Linked DNA regions of Danio rerio: region 2 is linked to region 1. Evidence: chromatin contacts called from public Micro-C data. All regions are on one chromosome and are shown on one strand. Each heading gives the region's core, a stretch centred on a gene start, on an enhancer-like site or on the middle of the called end of the contact. The rest is flanking DNA. Distances are from core to core; before and after follow the strand shown.

Region 1 (5,045 bases), core at 342-2,841:
GAACTCATTGTCATGTTCAAGAAACCAGTCTGAGATGATTGAGCTTTATGACATGCTGCGTTATCCTGCTGGAAGTAGCCATTAGAAGATGGAGACACTGTGCTCATAAAGGGATGGACATGGTCAGCAGCAATACTCAGATAGGCTGTGGTGTGACACGATACTCAGTTGATACTAATGGACCCAAAGTGTGCCAAGAAAATCTCCCCCACACCATTACACCACCACCACCAGCCTGAACTGTTGATACAAGGCAGGATGGCTCCATGCTTTCATGTTGGTGATGCCAAATTCTGACCTGACCATCTGAATGTGTCAGCAGAAATGGAGACTCATCAGAGCAGCAACGTTTCTCCAATCTTCTGTTGTCCAGTTTTGTTGAGCCTGTGTGAATTGTAGCCTCAGTTTCCTGTTCTTAGAAAAAGTAACTTTTCAACTCCCTAAAAATACAGAAAATTTGTATTTTTGTTACAAAGTGCACACATTTATAAATATTAAAACTTAATCAACAAAATAAATAGATTAATGACAAAAACTCCCACAAATTATGTTTTCAAAATGCAAATTGAAATGAGAGTCCAAAATCAAACCAAAGGTGCTTCAGGGCAGGGGTAGGTAATGTGTCGGTGCTCTTTGGGTAAGGGATTAATAAAGATAAACAGCGAAATCATAAGTCCAGTGCACTCAAAAAGTAAGTGAAACAATTCAAAAGCCTCTATTAACCTGGCTATTCTATAAAACAGCACCCACGCCTTAAAGTGCCAGACCTTTTCTTTGATGCATATAGAATCGTCATATCATAACTTTTTGACATAACTATCGTGCAAAAAGAGGTAGGGTACAGTTTTCAGTAGCCAATGCAAATATTTATTTTTATTTATTTTTTATTGAATGCTTGAAAAACATTAACAACAAATGCCATCAATAAAACAACAACAATCCAGGGGTTTTCAGTCATTTAGTCCAAGATAGGTGCTAAATCCTTCATTAAGGTCCTTGTTTGTATTGCTTTTAAGTTTGTTAATCCCTCAATGGACTCAACGTACATTTTCATTTCAAGCAGTGGTAATAAAAATAACAACAACAACAACAACAACATCAACAACAACAACAACAATAATAATAATAACGTTTAGGATTCACTAAGCAAAAATAACAGTTATTAATATCATTCTTAAGCCTTTTAAGATTACAGTGTCTGGATAGCATCTATGAATTAGTTTAAAGGTAACTTTGTTTCTTATAAAAAAAAAAATTGTGGTGTAATAACCAAACTTTTTTCCAGGAAATATCACTCACAAAAACATTCCAATATGACATTACATAAGGCACAGTAACAGAATCTTCCTGAAACAGGGCTCTTGTTTTCTTTTTGCATTTTGATTAAAGAAAGACACTGTTAGATAAAAAAGACACTTTTTAACAATAAATGTTTTCCAACGTTCCCCTGAATAGTAGCCTATAAATAATATCCGAGCAAAAATGGAAATCAGCGTCATGACGGTTGTATTTTTTATTTTGCGTAATGACGTCATCGAGGCGCGTCCCGGCCGGATTGAGTATTTTTGGACAGGGCAAACGGTGATGATTGTGTATATTACACTACAGCAGTGTTTTAAAGTGTCCCGTTTGACCATAAAACCGGACAAGTGAAGAAAAAGGCGAGCGGGTAACGCGGGGAGTCAGTTGACACAGTCTGTGGGTGAGTGAGGAGTTTGTTTATGTTGACTCCAGGCAGAAAGTTGAGCTAGCTAACAGGCTAACCTCAACACAAAGCAATAAAGTAGAACAAAGTTAAACGTCAACAAAATAAAGATGCAAACAATACTACCGCAGACCCGAGGAGGCTTCATAACTTCATTCTGTACCGTTTAAAGTGTCCTGAAGTTTGAAGTGTTGTAAAGTTTTCAGTTTGTCTAACTTACCAACTTATCGCTTTGTAAACATTAAAAGCAGCGCGTTTTGAGAAACTTTAACTATAAGTGTCTTGAAATCTTAAAAGTCGTCTCTTTTTTAATATATGATTCGATGTCGTGTAATTGCTAAAATACTTGGAGGACATCAGCAACACGAGTTAACTGGGCCAGTTTTGTTTATGCTAACTAGAACTTTGCTGGATAAGATCAAGTCAGCATTAAGATTGGCGTAAATTTGGTTTTATATTTGCACATTCAGACTTTCACTTTAATATAATTTCAGAGAAGTTTTCTTTGCAAATTGTCAATAGGAATATCATAATAACAGTCAATGACAAAAACAAGCTGAGGTTAAAATAAACCCGACTAACCCTTATAAACCAAGACCAGTCAGTAAGTTTGTTTAACTTTCGTTACTTATTACTTAGTTCATTAACTTATTTGCTGCAAATAGACCAGGGGTGCCTAAACTTTTTTTGCACGAAGGGCCAAAAACCATAGAGGTATAATTGGCTTTATATTTGGATATTCAGACATTTTCCTTAATAATATAATTTCATTAAAGTAGCAAATTCTAAATAGGTAAATCATATTAGCAGCCAATGACCATCAAAGTACAACACTGTTAACAGTGAATTAGATCGTGTTAATGTTGTTTTGAAGTCCTACATGCATGCTAATTCCAATCGAATATTCAAAGTAACATGGTAAACAATTAAATAAACTTCTATTAAATAAATAAACTTCTCAATGAACGAATGTGTGAATATAAAACCAACTTTACCTCAATCCAAAAACTAAATATCTATATATTTATATATTTATATATATATATATATATATATATATATATATATATATATATATATATATATATATATATATATATATATATATTTATATGTATATATATATATATATATATATATATATATATATATATATATATATATATATATATATATACATACACCAAACTATTTTATATTAAAGTTGCCATGGGTAATTTTCTAATTTATTTCCTAATATTTAAAAATAAACGGAAAACATTACTTTGAATCATATTACCTAATGTAGTATAATAATAATAATAATAATAATAATTATTATTATTATTATAACTATTGCAATAAAAAACAATTGAATTAAAATTGTAATGACAATCTCTAAACCATCCCTATCCTACTCCCTTCTCAGATCGTATGGTGGGCAAAATCAATTGAGGTGAAGTTGGTTTTATATTGTGATTTTTCAGACATTCTCATTAATAATATAATTTCAGAAAAGTATTATTTGCAAATTCTAAATAGGGAAATCATATTAGCAGCAAATGACCATCAAAGTACAACATTGTTCACAGCCTTTATATAATTAAAGTATAATTCAATTATTCTTTGCTAATGCTAAATAAGGAAACCATATTAGCAGCAAATGACTATCAAAGTACAACATTGTTCACAGTCAGTTTGATAGTGTTAATGTTGTTTACAAGTCATCCTTGCATGCTAATTCGGATAGAATATTTAAAGTAATTTTATTTAATATTTGCTTATTTGTTAAGTATAACTAGTTATTGAGGTAAAGTTGGTTTTATATTCACAAATTCAAACTTTGGTGTTCAAAAAAAATAGTAAAGCAGAACATAAAAAGTTTAATAAATATTAATTATAATGGAGTACTGTTATGAGCACAACTTGTGACACAGTTCCTTTATTGTTTACCATGCTACTTTGAATATTCGGTCTGAAGTCGAATTTAAGAATTACTTCAAAAAAACATAAACACACTTTAATTGACTGTCAACAATGTTCTACTTTGGTAGTCATTTGCTGCTAATATTTATAATTTAAAATTAATACTTTTCTGAAATTATATTAAGAAGGTGAATGTCAGAACGTGCAAATATAAACAACTTTGTATTTACTGTCAGTTAGAGCTGCACGATTCTGGCTAAAATGAGAATCGCGATTTTTTTTTTTTTTTTTGCTTAAAATAAAGATCACGATTCTCTCACGATTCTGTAGATATTGAATTATTATTTTTTTCTCAAACATATGGTAAAACAACAATAATATTATGTGTAGCTCTACTGGCTTTTATAAATAATTTTATTCTACTAATAATAATTCTGATGTTGAATTAATATGTTTGAGATATATGCTTGCGATCTGTCATTGACAACATTATAAGACAATCTTTTTCACTGGTAAAATCATTTGTCATTATCAGATTATATTCAACAATATACAGGCTAGAGTAGTTATACTGACACTGTAAACAATTATTTTCATGCACAACACTGTTCGCTATGAAAGAAAAAACATATCAAATGCTTGTCATAATCATAGCCTAACTCTAAAATGCGATATCATTTAAATGACGTGCACACTTTCAGTTTCATTTTGACTGCTAGTGCTGTTCATACTTCACACGCGGCTCCCAAACGATCACTCTGTGCCACAAACTGATTATTATTTACAACTGTATTACCTGTTACTCGCAACACAGGGCTCGAAATTAACTTTTTTACTTGGTAGCACCGGTGCTCCCAACTTCAAAAATTTAGGAGCACCAGAAAAAATTTAGGAGCACCCACCAAAAATGAATGAGCACCGCTTTAAATTGTATTTTAAGGGACTTATTGTATTTTAAAACAACATCAATTAGGACTAACAAAAACCAGAAACAACTATAACTAATGCTGAGATTACATTGATATTTGTGTGCAATAATTCCAAAATGTGTATGTCTAATAATTCTAGAATATTAATGATGATGAAAATGACAATAATAGTAACAATGAATTACATTTCTCATCATCATGCTGCTTTGAATGTGCTTGAATGCAAGTTATCTGCTATAAAAAGTCTGTTACTTTATGAAAAATAAATGTATAGTTTGCATTAAACAAAAATGAAGCATTGCAGTAAGAAATATTTATTTTGTACTGCTAAACAGCATATATATGCATGTCAGTTTAATAAATAATATTTCTGCTGCAAAACAAACAAAAGATTATCATAAAATATTAAATTCAAGGCTGAAAGCTGCAAAACAGTCATCAGTAACTAAATAAAAAAAATATATACACCTCAAGAAAGAATAGGCAAAAGAAAGTAAGTAAAGTCT
Region 2 (4,837 bases), core at 1,504-4,003, 140 kb before region 1:
GCTCATTCTGACCGTTCTCATTTAAAACGCCATATTGTCACAACATATTTACATTCAAAGTTGTTATTGAGATATTAAAATTAAGCTTTGAATGTCTGGCATCATATTTAATGACACCATTACCCTAAAAATATCATCTTTTTTTGGTAATACAGCCTATAAATATGTAGTTAAGATAATAAACAATTTCAAACAGGAGCTATTTCACAGCACAGAATATGCTGTTTTGAAAGATATCTGAAGTATATCTGAAGTAAATTGATGTTTTTGCCATCAGAAAGTTTTGTTTATGTTAGCAGGAAGTTGCCAGGCAAGAAAATGCACACATATTTAAAGTCACAGCGAAAAGTATCAGACATGCATGCAGTCATTTTGACCAATATGGTATTTTAAGGCAGAAATGCTCAGTTCTTTACTGTTTTGAAAAAAAAAACAATGTCAGAAAGAAATACACTGATAGTTAGAAAGCGGCAGGGTGTTATAGATATGTTAGTTTTATTTCAAAGAGTTATAAAATTACAAAAATTAAAAACTCTCTGTGTATCTATCCACTGGAACCTGCAGATGAGTGATTAATGTGCTGATAAATCAGCTGATTTGACGATGTTTTTAAATGCTTTCTCCAAAGCTTGAAACGCTGTCAGTGATGTCATCAGCACACAAGCAGCCAATAGTGTTCAGCTTTTTCTGACGACTCCTCCCTCAAAATTTTATTGGCTGTGGTTTGCTAGCTTGAATGAGCTGATGGGGAATGAGTTGTTGTCAGATCCTCTAGTGTGTGACCCCCCTCTTGTGGATCATTCACAGAGTGTTGCGTAGTGTGAACACCACAGAGATTAAAAGACACAAAGTCAAGTCATGTAGTGTGAACGGCACAGCGATCTGCTGATGTTTAAAATCCTGTAGTGTGAACTAGGCTTAACAGACTCCTCCTGCTCACCATCACTGTTGTCAAAATCGACAGCTGAAGGGGCGTGGTTAAATATGTTAGCCCCGCCCAATTCCTTAGACAGACCAAATCTGAGGATTTAACTGAAAACAAACAGGAAGTGCATTTGCTGATTTCAGTTAAAGATTACAAGACAATGACATGCACAGATGAACTGTTCACCACACAACTAGCAATGCGAGCTGACAAAATTAATATGGCTAGTTTTGATTTCATGTGCACTTTAAGACAGATTTCGCCGGGAGTGTGAATAATTTTGGATTTGTAAACTGCTCTTTGAGATATATGTGAAAAAAAAAGCATTTCTATTAAGATGTATATTAATGATCATCATAGTTTAAGACGTGTGTTTTTAACTTCAGGAAGAGATTTGTAATAAACTTATAGTGACAACGCAGACGGATGGAAACTGTTCATTCTGTTTACATCACCCAGAGACATTGATTCATCTTTTTTATGATTGTGAATATTAAAAAAAAAATTTTGGGAAGATCTATCATTGTGTCAAAAAAATAAATAAAAAATCAGGTTTTAGTTGCAATTTGACCCCCCAAAGACGTTATTTTTTATTTTGTTTCAAACTATTTTTCTGTGGAATTTTTATTGAATCATTTAATTTTGTTCTGTAAATTTCATGTTCATAAATGCAGGTTAAATAACTCCAAACCTTGTTTAAATGTTGCTATTACAGATTTTCGTTTGTATATAGAATCGCTCCAATATATTAAGAGCGAAAAAATTTATAAATACAATTATTGTGACAAAGAAGCTGAAGTTAATTAATTTTAAAGGTTAGTATTCTTACTGTCAATTGGTTAAGTTAAAATATTATCATTGTAAAGATGTCTATGTTGAATTGTCTTTTTATTTGTTTAATTAATGTAGTTTATTTTTTAGATTATGTTATTAGTTACTTTTGTATTTTTTGGATGTCATGTTTAAATTGTATATTTGTTGTTCAATAATAATAATAATAATAATAATAATAATAATAATAAAAATTAAAAAAAAAAGAAATCTAAAGGGGGGCGATGATGGTCCGGAAGTTGTTTTCATGATAAAAGTCCTATAACCATTAATTATCATGGTTTTTTTTTAAAAAGCGGAAGTGACAACCTGCATGCTTTGAATGTTTATATCTTCTAAACGCGAATTTTGTCAGTGTTTTGGAGCACGCCAGCTAATACGTATCGCTAAAACAAACATTTCGATAACATCTAATAAGAAAACGTCATTTTAATTTCACAGGACCTTTAAATATCCAACGTCTGAATATGTGAATATAGGACAGAGTTATGGCATGTGTTCACATTCATTCGTTGATCAGATGCAATTTGGGTTTTAGCTGGGGAAAATATAGGGGGAAATCTTTCTTCGGGTCCAGTTGGACGGTGATGTGAATTCACGTGACACTGAATGGGTTGTGTGATTAAAATTGAGTGTATTTCATTTGACAGCATGTGTATTATTGACCCAGCAGTATCAGAACAAAGCTCATATTTCATGTGGATATAACCCCAGCACACACTTTCTGCAGTTAATCTGTATATAACACACGAGTTCAGCTCTATACAGCGCGCGCAGCACAGACTGCATCTGAATGATGGATCTGTCACTCTTCTGCATCATCACTGCAGCTTTATAGCCTGATTTCTGCCTTGACACGCGGCTTCACTCGCACACAGACACAACACATATTCAACAGCTTTACATAATCAAGAGTTTGTGTTTTACCTCGGTCTTTGAATGCAGACTGAGCTGGATATGTCGTAAATGCCGAGCTGTAATTCAAACAAGTTTTCCGTCGCCTCAAAAAGACGTCATGGTCATGTGTGCGTCCAGCAGCGCCCTCTATAGAAAAGAAAAGACGCTGCATCTCTGGTACATCATGCACATTACTAAAACAACATTACATATGTGTAAAATATTTATTATTATTATTATTATACATTTATTATACATTAATTATACACATGTAAGAAGTAATAATTCGTTTAAAATGTATAATAAAATAGTCTACATACATACATACATATATATATATATATATATATATATATATATATATATATATATATATATATATATATATATATATATATATATATATATATATACTCAATGGTTAGTTAAATAGGAATATAATGAAATTATATATAATACTATATTATATTAAATATTGTACATATTAAATTATGTCTCATGCTGATGTCTCATACTGACTATTCATTTATTTATTATATCTTTAAAATATCTAAAATAATAAGCAATATAATAATAATATTATTATTATTAATCAGGTTAATTTGCTGTCAAAATTATATTTTTTAACTTAGAAATGTAAACTAATTTACAATAAAAGCTGCATATTTTTAATAATTTATTTATTATAATTGTTATTTTTAGTTATCATTATTGTTGTCGCTATTATTAGAATTATTATTCCTATATTATTTATAAATTGCGCATAGATCCGATCACATCACTGCCCCTATGGGCAAGATATAAGACTTAAAATAAATATATGTAACTACTTTTTTAGAAGTCTACCGAACAAAACTAAATAAATAAATATATATTAAGACATATTTAAATAAAATAAAAGTCACAGGTTAGTTAAATATGAATAAAATTAAATAAAATAGAGATTTATTTCAGGCCTCCTCTAGGTGGCAGTAGTGTAAAAGGCAGACATCTCTTCACTGTCTGGAGTGTTTCCCACAAATGAAGCTGATATATCGGTTTTCCGTCAGATAGAGTTGTGTAAATGTATACAGACTTTCACACACTGTTCATTCAGATGCCAAACACGCACATCCATGTGTTTTATATTGTAGATAAAGTCCCAAAAGAGGCCAGATTCGACACGATTATTTGCCTCAGCATCATCGCGTCCTCCGAGGGAATGCGGACATTGTGAGGCAGTAAACCAGGAGTCATCAGAGAGCTTTCATCTGCTCTCACAAGCACTATCCTGTTACATATGAGTGCTAAACCAGTGTTTTTCAGACCCAAGAAGGAATTTGATGATTAAATATATCAAGAAATCTGATCTGACAGAAATCCCATTGAGCCCTGTTAAAGTCACTCTCTGAAGACCAAATGTGTGTATAAAAGTGGAGACAAGATTCTCATAGTAATCAGTCAAGTTTGGTGATGGAGAAATCATGGTTTGGGGTGACATTCAGTTTAAGGGTGTGCGGAAGATCTGCAACATCAACAGGCTGAGGTATCAAGACATCTGTGCTGCCCATTACATTACAAACCACAGGAGAGGGACAATTCTCCAGCAGGATAGCGCTCCTGCTTATACTTCAGGCTCCACATCAAAGCTCCTGAAAGCAAAGAGTGCTTAAGGATTGGCCAGCCCAGTCACCAGATATCAACATTATTGAGCTGATGAAGGAGGAGGCGTTGGAGATGAACACAAAGACTCTTGATGAACTCGGAGTCCTGCTGAAGGCTTTCGTCTTCATTCCAGATGACTTTATTAATCAGTGATGTGAGTCATGTCAGAGATGTATGGATGCAGTCCTCCAAGCTCATGATGGAGTCAGACACAATATTCATTCTGTCTCCACTGCAGCAGCACTTTATATTCTATACTGGACATTATTTCTGTTCAAGACTTTTGTCTAAGCAAAGTCAGACTTTACTGTCCTAATTATAGAACTAAAAATCAAGGCATGATCAGATTTTATTGTGGTAAAATAAGTGTAATCTAGAGGCCTTTCATATAAGACACTTCTGGTACCAAATGATCAACTAGAAGTCAGCTTATTATTTGTTCCTAAAACTTGGATAGGAGATAAGCCTTTTGTCAGGTGGTATTTTAACAGGTTCTCGAAGTATTTTGTAATTCAGTTCGTGTCTGATTCACAGTTGTTT

The links. Hi-C and Micro-C count contacts between places; a contact is called where the count stands out from the background.
Region 2: a contact with region 1 is called in a Micro-C map of caudal fin, with 2.6 times the contacts expected there. The contact joins the promoter of rabggta here to the promoter of fbxo30b in region 1. A contact is called at or near these places in 3 of 18 Hi-C or Micro-C datasets (caudal fin, hematopoietic stem cells and skeletal muscle).

Annotation. Positions count from the first base shown.
Region 1 is chr23:1,677,697-1,682,741 of GRCz12tu, reverse strand. It overlaps fbxo30b (F-box protein 30b), which reads left to right and starts at 1,591. Exons shown (of 3, transcript NM_200432.1): 1 at 1,591-1,702.
Region 2 is chr23:1,816,622-1,821,458 of GRCz12tu, reverse strand. rabggta (Rab geranylgeranyltransferase subunit alpha) reads right to left here and starts at 2,753. Exons shown (of 17, transcript NM_001076663.2): 1 at 2,684-2,753.